Linked DNA regions of Mus musculus: all the other regions are linked to region 3. The links are chromatin contacts, called in public HiChIP or PLAC-seq and promoter capture Hi-C maps. All regions are on one chromosome and are shown on one strand. The core of a region is the stretch at or near the end of the contact, and the rest is flanking DNA. Distances in the headings are between cores, read along the strand shown. Region 1 holds the start of 4930483J18Rik (RIKEN cDNA 4930483J18 gene). Region 2 holds the start of Mchr1 (melanin-concentrating hormone receptor 1). Region 3 holds the start of Fam83f (family with sequence similarity 83, member F).

The links. HiChIP or PLAC-seq counts read pairs in DNA pulled down with a chosen protein or histone mark. Capture Hi-C pulls out chosen DNA fragments and counts their contacts.
Region 1: a contact with region 3 is called in a FOXA1 HiChIP or PLAC-seq map of pancreatic cancer cells. The contact joins the promoter of 4930483J18Rik here to the promoter of Fam83f in region 3. A contact is called at or near these places in 4 of 39 promoter capture datasets (the 3T3-L1 cell line, 3T3-L1-derived adipocytes, embryonic stem cells and 1 more) and 1 of 115 datasets of contacts at active chromatin or transcription factors (pancreatic cancer cells).
Region 2: a contact with region 3 is called in a promoter capture Hi-C map of liver, with 2.1 times the contacts expected there. The contact joins the promoter of Mchr1 here to the promoter of Fam83f in region 3. A contact is called at or near these places in 5 of 39 promoter capture datasets (embryonic stem cells, liver, neutrophils and 1 more), 1 of 115 datasets of contacts at active chromatin or transcription factors (hepatocytes) and 2 of 9 other capture datasets (embryonic stem cells and liver).

The regions. Positions count from the first base shown.
Region 1 is chr15:81,188,454-81,192,522 of GRCm38.p6, reverse strand. 4930483J18Rik (RIKEN cDNA 4930483J18 gene) reads right to left here and starts at 1,670. Exons shown (of 2, transcript NR_015603.1): 1 at 1,518-1,670; 2 at 1-706. Mrtfa (myocardin related transcription factor A) reads left to right here and starts at 1,787. Exons shown (of 14, transcript NM_001082536.2): 1 at 1,787-2,016.
Region 2 is chr15:81,233,841-81,237,485 of GRCm38.p6, reverse strand. It overlaps Mchr1 (melanin-concentrating hormone receptor 1), which reads right to left and starts at 1,987. Exons shown (of 2, transcript NM_145132.2): 1 at 1,631-1,987; 2 at 1-353. The coding sequence starts at 1,712.
Region 3 is chr15:80,669,848-80,673,830 of GRCm38.p6, reverse strand. It overlaps Fam83f (family with sequence similarity 83, member F), which reads right to left and starts at 1,984. Exons shown (of 5, transcript NM_145986.2): 1 at 1,444-1,984. The coding sequence starts at 1,914.

The DNA of each region.
Region 1 (4,069 bases), core at 421-2,920, 520 kb before region 3:
TGGCTTACTGCAGTGGATAGAGAGAGTTGCAGCTCCTTCTCCTATCCCAACAGAGCCACACACCACTGAGAAGTCTGGGAGATTTCCGGGGGAGAACGGAAGCCATACAGAGTAACTCACTCAGAGATGTAACATGCGTTACCTCCTTCCAGTCACTGTGGCTTCCCATGTCTGTCAGGATGCCCCTGAGGGTTTCTGCTTCTACAGTGTTAACCCTTGCTCTCACACTGGGGACTCTGTTCTCCAGAACCTTCTTTCTTTTTCCTTGTGTCCAGCAGCTCTGTCCTTGCAAAAGCACAGCTATCTTGCAAGAGCCCCTCAAGACTGGGCTTGTTGACTGTAGATGTTCCTGCATTGACGGAAGGACTTAGGGGGGGCTTCTCTGAATCCTTGCTGGATCCCAGTTACCTCCTCCAACATCCCCCCGCTCATTGGGGAGAGGAATCTCTCAAGTCCTCAATTTTGCCCTAGCTGCTTGAGGTCTTGTGACTTGGCTAGAGTTGTGTAGATTATGGAAGTTTAACTGAACTGTGTATGTCATCTACGCAGCTATGGGGACATCATCATCCATGCTGGGGTGCAACTTTTTGGTGGTCTCGCTGCTTTGGGGGCCAGCCATGATTTCTTAGCAAGCCCAATAAACTCACTGGTTTTCCACGTTGGACTCTGGGGCAATCATACTTCAGTTTATCCAGTGGATGGTGGCCTAAAAGGAGGAGATAGACGGTTGTTTATATCTCCCAAGGGAAAGTGTTTCGGAAACACTAAGGCACCAAGTCCGAATTATTTCTCCTTTTCAGCGCTCTCCCCCTTTGTTGGGGGGAAGGGGTGGTGTTCCAGAAAAGGGGCCTCCATAGTGGCTCTTAGCAACTTGACCGGGTGGGCTTTAACTAGTCTCACCGCTTTAGTAGATAAGTCTCTTTAAATGTTGGATTTATGCAGTTATGCTCTCTCTCTCTCTCCCACACATACACCCACACACCCACACACACACAGACATACACACACTTTTAGGCTACACACCAGCAGTTTAGAATTTTAAAGTTGGAAGAGCCGCCCAGATTCATTTAGTGCAGTGAGGCCCCGGATAAAATCTGGGTTCATTCAACTCTTTCCCTCCAGCTGCAAGCGCTTCCGCTGTTGATAAATAATCTCAACAGTCTAGGCAGGTAGGTGTCAGTCCTTTTACCGGAGGAGAACCGACTCAGAGAAAAAAAGCGCTTGGCCACGGAAGGGCAGGGACATGACAGAGTTCAGGGCTCCAGGCCAGAGCGGCATTTATTGTGTCCTTTCGGGAAATGCGAATGTGAAATAATCGACTTGGGAGTCCCGGCGGAGCAAAGACAGGAGGAAGGACCAAGATGAAGACTGCAGGATTTTTGCATTAAACCTCCAGGCTGGGCACCGAACCCTAGGTAGCTAGCTCCGCGGTCACCCTTTGACAGGGTGATCAGATGTGTTACGGTTTCTTTAAGACCCAGACTCCGCCCCCCGGCTCATCGCCGACCTCCTCCCACCTCTTGGCGGCCGCTCCGCCAGTTCCAGACTTCCTTCAGCGATGAAGTCATCTCTCAGTTACCGATTGGCTGCGCTATGATGTCAGTCACAGAAGTCGCGCCGCCGTACTAGCCTCCCTCGTTCCTCTTCCTTCGGCGAACGCCCCCTAAATCGGGCTAGCCCTAACGGCGCTAGGTTTCTGATTGGTCGATACGGCTGTCGCTCCCAGGCGGGTAGGGGGGAGGGTGCGGAGGCGGGACCCGGAGTGGTGGGAGGGCCCGCAGCTTCCGTGGCTGAGTGGAGCCGGCGGCGGTCGTGTCTGCGGTGTCCCCGGCGGCAAGAACGACCGTCCCACCCTCCCCACCCCCTCGTTCCCGCTCGCCACGCTCCCTCGGCTTGCGCGGACCTCTCCCTAACTTGGTGCAGTCTGACTGGTACTAGAGGCTCGGGAGGATACGTGAGCGGCTGGCACCGGAGTGGGGCGAGCCGCGGAGCCCGGGCCAGGAGGCGAACGAGGCGGTGAGTGAGAGTTCGGGCAGGGTCCCCCTCCCCCACCGGCCCCGCCCCGCTCGAGCATCCTTTCTCCCCTCGACCCTTCCGCGTGTGCCCTGGACCGGCCGGCCGCTGTAGGCTCCGAGCCCGGGATTGCCTCCCGCAGTCCTCCACTCCAGTCCCGCCCTTTCCCAAGGGGCTGGGGTCTCAAAGCCCTGGTCACTCGACAGGACAGTCGAGTGCGACCGTGCACCTGTGCACCGCCTTGCAGGGCTGTGCTGGCTAGGGAGCAGCTAGGTTCCCGCCCTGGCTGCTCCCCGAGTGTGTGTAATCTGCTTGGGACCGACCGGTCGAGCGCTTTCTCCCGGCCCTTGTGCAAACCTGGAGGATCCAGGTGCAATCCGCAGGCTTCTCGTGGCAAGGAGGTTCACCTGGACCTGACGACCATATAGCAGCATGGGTGCCTCCAGGTCTGCAGGGCTCCGCAGATTTGAAACTTGACCGCCAAAGAAGTGTCCGTCTCGCGTGTGTGTGTGTGTGTGTGTGTGTGTGTGTGTGTGTGTGTGTGTATGTGTGTGTGACTGTTTGTCTATGTACCTTTGATGACTTCCGCCCTCCTCGCTCCATAAGAAAACACTAATACTATAGAGTGGTTAGTGCTGGAGCTTTCCCTGTTAGATTATCAAACCTACGTTTAGATTGCTTATCTGGAAAATGGAACTAACAATACCTATTACATTGGAATGCAGACAGTAAATGAAAGAATTCGTAATAAAACGCTTGGAATGGTGTTCAACACATACAAGGAAGGGATCCAAGAAAAGACGAGTATCCTGATGTTGAGAACTGCTGGATAGGTGTGTGAGTACAGTATAGCTTGTCTTTGTCAGGATTTCTCTTTGTTAGATGACAGAACCAAAGGACAGACTGGTGGTCAGTTTACTGCTTGCCCGAATACTTTGGCATAAAGTGTGTGAAGACTAAGAATGTGAACTTCATTACTTAAATATGATGAAATTACACCTATGCTTCATGGGTTCACATAGTTTTAAAATCCATAAAGTGTCCGGAATGTCCCCAAATTGTAAGTTTTCGAGATCTGAAGCCAAAGCCTGTAGCCTGATCTTTATGTTCAAGAAGTCAAACTTAAGGGCTTTACTGTAGAAGCCCCTTCCACCAAAAAAAGTCCACTTATGAAGTTTTATTGTTGAAAATGAACTGCCTTCCAGGGGTAAAATGGTACAGCCAACTGGCCCACAGCCCCATCCCTGTAGGGAGGGGAACCCTTGGCTGAAAGTTAAACTGAGTTTCATCTACTGGTGTTTGTTTCTTTCATAGCAAATCAGAGGGCTTCCTGATAGCTGGCTGTTTTTTGTTTTGTTTTGTTTTTAAAGTCTCACTGTGTAGCTGTGGCTGGCCTGGAACTTACTAAGTAGATCAGGCTGGCCTTGAATCCAGAGTTCTGCGTGCCTCTGGTTTCTGAGTGCTGGGATTAAAGGCCTGAGCCTTGGAAAGACACAGACTGCTACTGCTTTCTTCAGAGAGAGATCCAAAGAAAAATGTCTGTAGTCCAGGGCTTGAATTTCGTTCAGTTCTTTGCCCGAATTTTTGAGAAGTGTCCTTTTTAACAAGGCCTTCCAGAGTCACGTTCACTAGGGGAAGTTTTTAAATCATGAGAGAGAGAGGTGTCTCCTATCATCCAAAAGTATTTACTGCAGACTTTCCATGTCCTTAATACTCTGCCAAATGCTGCGAGGGCGGGATTCAGAAAAGTATAAAACAGGATCTTAGCCCATAAAGGGCAAAACCATAAAGTTTGGGTCACCCAGTAGTAATTATGGACACTTCTAAAGTAATGACTTCATTTATTCATTCAGCAGACCTTTTGTTCCAGGCATGTAATGTGCCAGGTGTTTTTCTGAGCTGAGATCAAGGTGAGTCAGATACAGTCCTTGGTCTCGAGGGGCAGAAAGAGTGAGTGACAGGTGGTTAGAGTAAGGTGAAATAAAGTCTGAGTGCAAACCCAGAATTGTAGGAGAATGTCAAGACAGCTTTAAAAAAGATAATTGAATTGGTGGGA
Region 2 (3,645 bases), core at 738-3,237, 560 kb before region 3:
GGTGGCCAAGTAGCGGTCAATGGCCATAGCAGTCAGGATGTAGGTGCTGGTGAACTGACTGTTGGCGTCCATGGCTGTGATGAGGGTGCACATGGTTTCCCCAAAGTGCCAGACACCATTACCCATGAGCTGGTGGATCATGAAAGGCATGCCCAGCAGGAAAAGCAGATCCACCACAGAGAGGTTGATGATGAAGATGTCAGGGACGTTGCTGCACCAGTGCAGCTTGGATTTCTTCACCACGGCAAAAATGACTGTGGAGTTTCCCACAATGCCCAGGAGACAGATGGTACCAAACACTGAAGGCATGATGATGTTGATGTAGGAGACACTCCTTGTGCGAGGAGGTGGCCCTGAGGATAGAAAGAGCAAGTGTGACCCGCCTTCCGATCTAGAAGCTGACAACCTGCCATGTCGGCCTTCCTGCTGGCCCCTCATGCTTTCCCTTGCAGCTTGGGGTCACTACGTCTCTGGAATCATCTCCTGCTGTTTCCCCTTCTCGGGCTATTGTTAGTTCTGTACCTTACCCTCCTCCACCGTGCCCTGGTGACTCCTATAGGATTTTCTAGATCCACCTGTTACTCAGAGGACCCCATTCTTCTTCGCTTCATCCATTTACTCAGAGGGCCAGGAGTCAAGACTCCCAGATATCTGCTGAGAACAACTTCATATCCCCGGGATCCACCAGAAAACCTTGTCAAAAAGGCTTGAAGGACATTTGTGTGTGTGTGTGTGTGTGTGTGTGTGTGTGTGTGTGTGTGTGTGTGTGTGTGTGTGTGTGTATTTGCAGCCTCATCTTTTCAGAGAGAGATGGCCAAAGGTTTCAGATAGGTTCCTAGGCATATGTGAGAAGTGACTGTCACCATGGGTGTGGGGTGTGTTTCAGGCTCCACAGCCCTGCCCTCTCCCGGTTTTCTGTCAGGGATTTCCTTGGACCATGTCTCCTGAGTCTGGGCTTTCCCAATAGGGTAGGGACTGGAGCTGTGTTACACCCCAGAAGCTTGGGAATTTCTCCACACCAACCTTCCCTCTTTCCCCTTCATTCCCTTCTCCTTCAGAGCTAGAATTTTAAGGCATTGACGTTCTGCAAATGTCAAGAAGCTTAATTCACCAGAAAAGTTAATCCTCTCACGCCCTGTGAAGTCTTTTGCTCCCAGCAGCCTTTGCCAGAAGACAGCAAGGACCACTCAGACCCCATTTCCCCAGTGCGAGGCCAGAGGATTGAGCCCAGGATAGCGGTGAATCAAAGCGCTTCTGCTGGCTCCCACATACTACCCGCCCGCTGTCTTGCTGTCTTGCTTGCTTGCTTCTCCAGCCTTGATTCCCCCCCCCCCCCCCCTGCAAAGCATATTTGGGACTCATCAGCAAGCTTTCCCCTCAAGCCTGCCTCACGTCTTGTCACCAACCCTTGTTGTTTCTAAATGTGCCTCTGCCCCATCTCTATTCCTCCCTGCCCCTTCTGTCCTAGCTGGTGTCCCCTCCTCTCCTCTTCCTCTTCAGGCAAAGCCGACTGCAGATCTTATCACCAAGAACTGTAAGATAAAGTTTCCCAGGCAGTTTGGCTTGGGAGGTGAAACCTTCCCATTTTCCACACCCATCCCGGAGGAGGGAGGACTCCAACTCGACTCACCCGCCAATGTGAAATTATCCTGGCCATCGGAGATGTTGCTGGCATTGGGGCCAGTGGACAGCAACGAGGCTTGCAGATCCATGCAGCCGGTGCAGGTCGCCTGCTCCCTGGAGTGGAGCGCCCGTCCACCCACGCAGGCTGCGGCAGCCTCCAGCGCCCTCCACCGCCTTGTCCGGAGCTTGAGCCCCGCAGTCCAGAAAAGGGTCTTCCTCTACCGCCTGGCAGCCTCTGCTGCCTCTGAGCCCAACTGCTCGCCCCACTCCCTCCTTCCCAGCTCCCACTGACATCACCTAGACACATTAACATTCGGAGGCAGATGCATGTTAACCTCTTCGGTCCCGGCTGCGGCTCCTACTCCTGACTGCCTGCAGAGCCAGCAGCTAGGCTCAAGCCATCCCATGCGGAGGAGCCTGCCTTTGCGCTGTCTCCCAGGGCTGAATTCTGAGCTCACAGGGGCTACCGCTTATCTTGCATGGCCATCCAGGTCTTTGCAAAAGCAAAGGGGGTGGGTGGGGGAGCAATGCTTGCTTTAAAGAAGCTGGACCACGTGGCAAAAGCCAGGGGTACTGTTCTCAATGCTGGGGACTCAAGCCTGGACTGACACATCCTTGGTTCCCAAGCACTCTGGAGGTCACCCTAAACCTTTCCTGTGTCCTGGTAACTTCCAAACATCTCCTTGGCTAGATGACAATTGCTAGTTGTGCAAAGGAGGTTCCAGGCTTTCTGTGGTGCCAATAGTCAGGGGCTGGTGTGCAGACAGAACAAACTTCCCTCTGCACAGATCAGTGGAGGCCAGCCACAGAGGGTTTTATTTTCTAGTGTTCTGAGGTTTTGTCTGGGATTCTGTGAAACAATTATCAGAGCATAAGAGAATAAATAAGTCCACTCAGAGATTAGAATGGACAGTAGCCTCAGAGGGCACAGGCATTAGAGAACTCTCTGCAGACTCCTGCTGACAGCTCCGGGAGATTCACAATCAAATGCTACACCACCAGGGCCAGATGCAGAGCCTAAGTCCTTGGCTAACATGGTTGCCTGTTAACCCTTATCAACGAGCACAGAAGCACAGAGAGACATCCTTATAGCTACCCCGAGTTCCAGCCATACTCTTCCTTACTGATGTTGGATATGAACATGCCTGGTTTTTCAGGCCGAGTTGTTGATTGTCCCTAGTATACCTCTTCTTCTAGGCCTCTTGATCCACCAGCATGAAGAACTTAAAATAAGGCTGTATGGGGGCTGGGGATGGAGCTCAGTTGGTAGAGTATTTGTCTCACAGGCACGAAACTCAGGGTTTCATCCCCTATACTCATAAACTGGACATGCATGCCAGTAATCCCAGCACTTAGGAGGTGGAGGCAGGAGGATGAGAATTTCAGGGCTTCCCCCCCCCCCACAGAGAGAGAGAGAGAGAGAGAGAGAGAGAGAGAGAGAGAGAGAGAGAGAACCAGATGGTAGTTTGACCATAGGCACAGTGGGATGGTTAGTGTATTTCTGGTGGACTCTGATGCCCCCAACTCCATGATGCCCCCAGACCCAGGTGTCCTTTGTGGTATTAGTGGAGGGAATACTGTGGTGGTTTGAATGAAAATGTCCCGCACAGGCTCATACATGTGAATATTGGGTCCCCAGTTAGTGAGCCTTGTTTGGGAAGAATTGAGAAGTATATTACTAGGTAGGGATGCTTTTGGGGTTTCAAAAACCCATCCCTCCGTTCCCAGTTAGCTCTCTGGGCTCCTGCTTGCAGGATGTAAGCATTTATCGGCTCCTGATACCCCATCTTTGCTCCACCATTATAGACTCTAACCCTCTGAAACACTTTCTTTTATAAGTAGCGCTGTTTGTAGTGTCTTTAGAGCAATAGAAAACCAAGACAGATGCTCTCTGGGTTTCTCTAGGGGACTAACCAGTGTGTTCTTTAGCCTCACATGGTCAACTTCCCCTCAAGCATTGCAGTTTCTCTGAGTCTTATGACTCCTTTCTCAAAACTGCCAGGCCAGACAGTGAGCCGGTGA
Region 3 (3,983 bases), core at 735-3,234:
GTGTGTGTGTGTGTGTGTGTGTTCAGTCTTGCCTTTTTTTTCTTTTTCAGCAGAGTGTAGCACACAAAGAAAGCTTAGTCACACAAGGAACAATTATCTAGAGGGAAGGTGGAAGGAAGGACAGTGAAAAGCTAACTTCTCTGGCAAGCATCTCGTCCACAGCCAGGCCACGCCTCCCAGAAAGAAGAGACCTTCACTGTCCTTCCTAGCATCTCTTTTGTTTGGCCTCCAGGATAAAGATGGCTGTAATTACACTCACAAAGTTAGGTAACAACAGTGGACCCAAGCCTCTAGTTGCACATTCTGATCTGGGCATCAAAGGTTGTTGGCGTTGCTTAATAAATCCCAGTGGCCTGGGGGTGGGGGATGCTTGCCCTCAACCCTGACTACCTGCATTCAACTTTAAGAACCCACATACATGGTAGCAGGAGAGAACAGACTCCCCAAAGATGTCCTTTGACATCCATATGTGCCAGGACACCCCAAACACAATACATGCATGGGATAAAAGTATGTCTATCACCTCTCAGTCTTTAGAAGGTAAAATAATATCTGTCCCATTAAATCTGAATTTAGGTAAATGAAAAGTCACTTTTAGCATCAATGCAGCCGCCGTGCAGCTTATTTGGAATAAAAAGATACAAAAAGACCTATTTGAAGTTTGAATTTAATGCAATAGCCCACATTTTATCTGGAAACTACCCAAGTACCCAAGGGCACAGAGGAAAAGATTAGTCTTTCACCTACCCCACAGCCAGCTGTCCAACTGGTATTCTAACCAGGCTCCTTGGAAACATCTCTCAACACCCAAGCAGAGCAGATGGGCAAAGTAGGAGCCTCTTCCTGAGCTTGGTCCAGTGCTTTGTGGGAGCACCCAACACTGGGCCAAGCCACTGCTAGAGCTTAAAATAGCGTTCCTCATTCATTTGAGCCTGCTTGGGCTCTAGTGCCAAGCCCAGGAGAGGATGATAATGGGAAAGTCGGGTTGTTTGGGGGAGAAAGGCTCCTAAGAAAAGCTCATCTGGCCCAGAGGGGAAGGGAGGCTATTACCAACTTCATGCGATTGTGAAGATCAAATAGGGAAACGGCCGAGGATACGCCTTGTAAATAAATCCCTGGTGATAGTTCATGATCAAGCCCTTTGAGTGGCTAGTTTAGCACAGGGCCTCACAACTGTCACACTGCCCAAGGAAGATGGATGGTGACAGAGGTATACCAACACAAGGCTAGCGCACCTAGACACTGTAGTAAGAAAAACCAGTGCTTTGCCACGAACTTACACATCCATCTTTCAAAAGGTCTCATCACAGCTGCACAAGGTGAGCGCCAGCGGGGGTCCATTTCCCAGAGGATGGTGAGAGTGGCCCGCAAGTGAGACCAGGCAGGGGAGTGTGTGTGTGTGTGGGGGGTCCCTCTGGTGCAGGACTGGGGCCCGAGGCCTACCTTCTGGGCCTGCTGGATCATCTGCCTGACCACCTGCTTCAGGTGCGGTGCCTTCTCTTCTTTGGGCGGGTGGGTGAAGAGCGTGACTCGGCTCACACCGCGGTAGAAGTTGGTGTCTGTCCACCCCAGGTCCAGTGGGGGCACTTCGGTGTCCGAGCGGTCTGGCCAGTAGGCCAGGGACTCAGTGGGCTGGGCCGGGACCTTGGCCTTGGCCTTAGCCTTGGCACGGGTGCTGGAGACTGCCTCCTCGTAGGGGCTCCAGGCGGCGCAGAGGGCCTGGCGCTCCTGGCTGGAGAGGAAGTCCCGCAGCCGCTCCTTCTTGACCAGTTCGCGGTAGGCCTGCTCGCCTCCACCCAGCAGCGCCTCCAGCGCGGCCCGCCGCCTCTCGCAGTAGTAGAAAGCTGCATGTGCCTCGGTCACCCTCTCGTTCACGTGCGCCTCGTCCAGGCAGCTCAGTTGGGACTCGGCCATGGCGCCCCAGCCCTGTCCCGGGGCCCCAGGCTCGGACCCTGCTGTCCCCACCGCCGCACCTGGAGCGCTCGAGGGGCGGGGCGCCTCACCTGGCCGCGAGGTCCGCCTCGGCCCGCCCAGCGATCGCCAGTCGGCCAATCGGCGCGGGCCCCGGTGCGGGCGCGGCCGTCGGGCGGAGAGGGACCGCCGCCTCTGCAGGGCTTGCGGGGACCTCACGGGCGGCTCAGCCGACGCCCTGCGTCTCTGGCCTACTTAGCCCGGCTGGGGTGCAGAGTGTCGGCGTGGAAGTGAAAGCCCGGCTGTGGTCAGAGGCACGTGCGGCCTTTGAGTCACGCCCGCCTCCCAGCTGCGACCCATCAGTGCAGGGAAGGTCGGCGACCTGACCCCTTTACGCCTCCAGCACCCTCGGGACTCAGCCCCGCGGGTACAGCCTCATCTTCCCGCAGGCAGGGCCCAGAGCACGTGTTCTAGTCCGGACGCCTGCGGAATTTAGTAGCATCCTGACCCACTCCGGCCTTCAGGGTCCAAGTGTGTGTGCTGTTGGGCTAGATCGTCGGACTGTGTAGGGGGCAGTCTGTGTGGGAAAGCAAAGATGCTAATGAAATCCCTAGTTCTCCCGCCCACGCGTCCCAGTTCTGAGATCAGAGGCCTCCAGGGGCTGTCAATTCAACACCAACACCGTCACTACAAAATTTTTTTCTCCTAAAAGAATCACCCAAATAGCAAAGATGTAAGCAGGAGGCAGTGGATTTGCCCCTCATTTTAATTTGAAGTGGTGTGTGCGTGTGTTTGGGCCTGATAGGCTGCCAGAGGCCTGATTACTATATTAGCGATTCAAAATACATGTTTGAGCCCAAGGAAGGAAGCTGAGCACAGACACGCGCGTGCACACCACCACCATCACCACCAGAGGATCTGCTGTTTCCCATTGGATTAAATACAATCTTCTTAGTCATTAACATATTATTTTGTTCGTGTGCTGCTGTACAATTTTGATTCTCCACATTCAAAATATTTTCAGATCATAGCAACCAAAGGTTCACATTTCTCTCATTTTGTAGCACAGCGACTTGGAGCTGGAAGGAGCTTTAGAAATGAGTCCAACCCCCTCATTTCACAAACGAGGAAATTGAGGCCTAGAAATAAATGCTTTTCTATATCTCCCGAGAAAGGAGCGGCTAAGCAAAGGAACTGCTATGCTCTCTGCGGTGAGGGAGGTCCTTTCCCAACATGTGGCCTCCTTTGCTTGTTCTTATAAAGAAACAGAGGTTATTGGGGTTATTAGGGGTGTGTATGAAGGAGTCAATAGGCATCTCTCTCTCTCTCTCTCTCCCTCTCTCTCTCTCCTTCCTTCTATCTCTCTCTCACTCCTTCCTTCTCTCTCTCTCTCTCACTCCTTCTCTCTCACTCCTTCCTTCTCTCTCTCTCTCTCTCTCTCTCTCTCACTCCTTCCTTCTCTCTCTCTCTCTCTCTCTCTCCCCCTCCCTCCCTCCCTCCTCTGTGCTTGGGATAAAACTCAGGGCTTTGGAAAATTAGGAAAGGGCTCTTTCATTGATCTATACCCCACAGCCCCGTTGATGGTCTGGAGAAATGAGTGTTTAGATTGTCTGCAGGGATTGGAGACATGGTTAAGAGCACTGGATGCTTCCCAAAGGACGTGGGCCTATATGGTGGCACACAACCATCAATAGCTCAAGTCCCAGAGCATCTCTGACACTCTCTTCTGTTCTCTTCAGGCACTTGCTATGCATATGGTACATAGACATAACTGCAAACAAAACATCCATACACATAACAATTTTTTTAAAAAATTAATAAAAAAGTAAACTGCAGGGTTTGTGACAATAGTCACTGCTGGCATTGGGGATGTCGAGTAACAGCAAACCTGCCTGTTCCCTCAAATGTTCTTCACCACTCATGAGAACCAGAAGGTTTCCCGCTGCTAGCACTCCACTCTAAAAGTACTATAGGCACAGTCTACCATTAGTTAGGAGAGCGCTTGCTTGCTTTGGAGGCCAGGCCCTCTGCTTAGGGAATACAGAGGCTCTTGAAGCAGTAAAGGGGAGGGT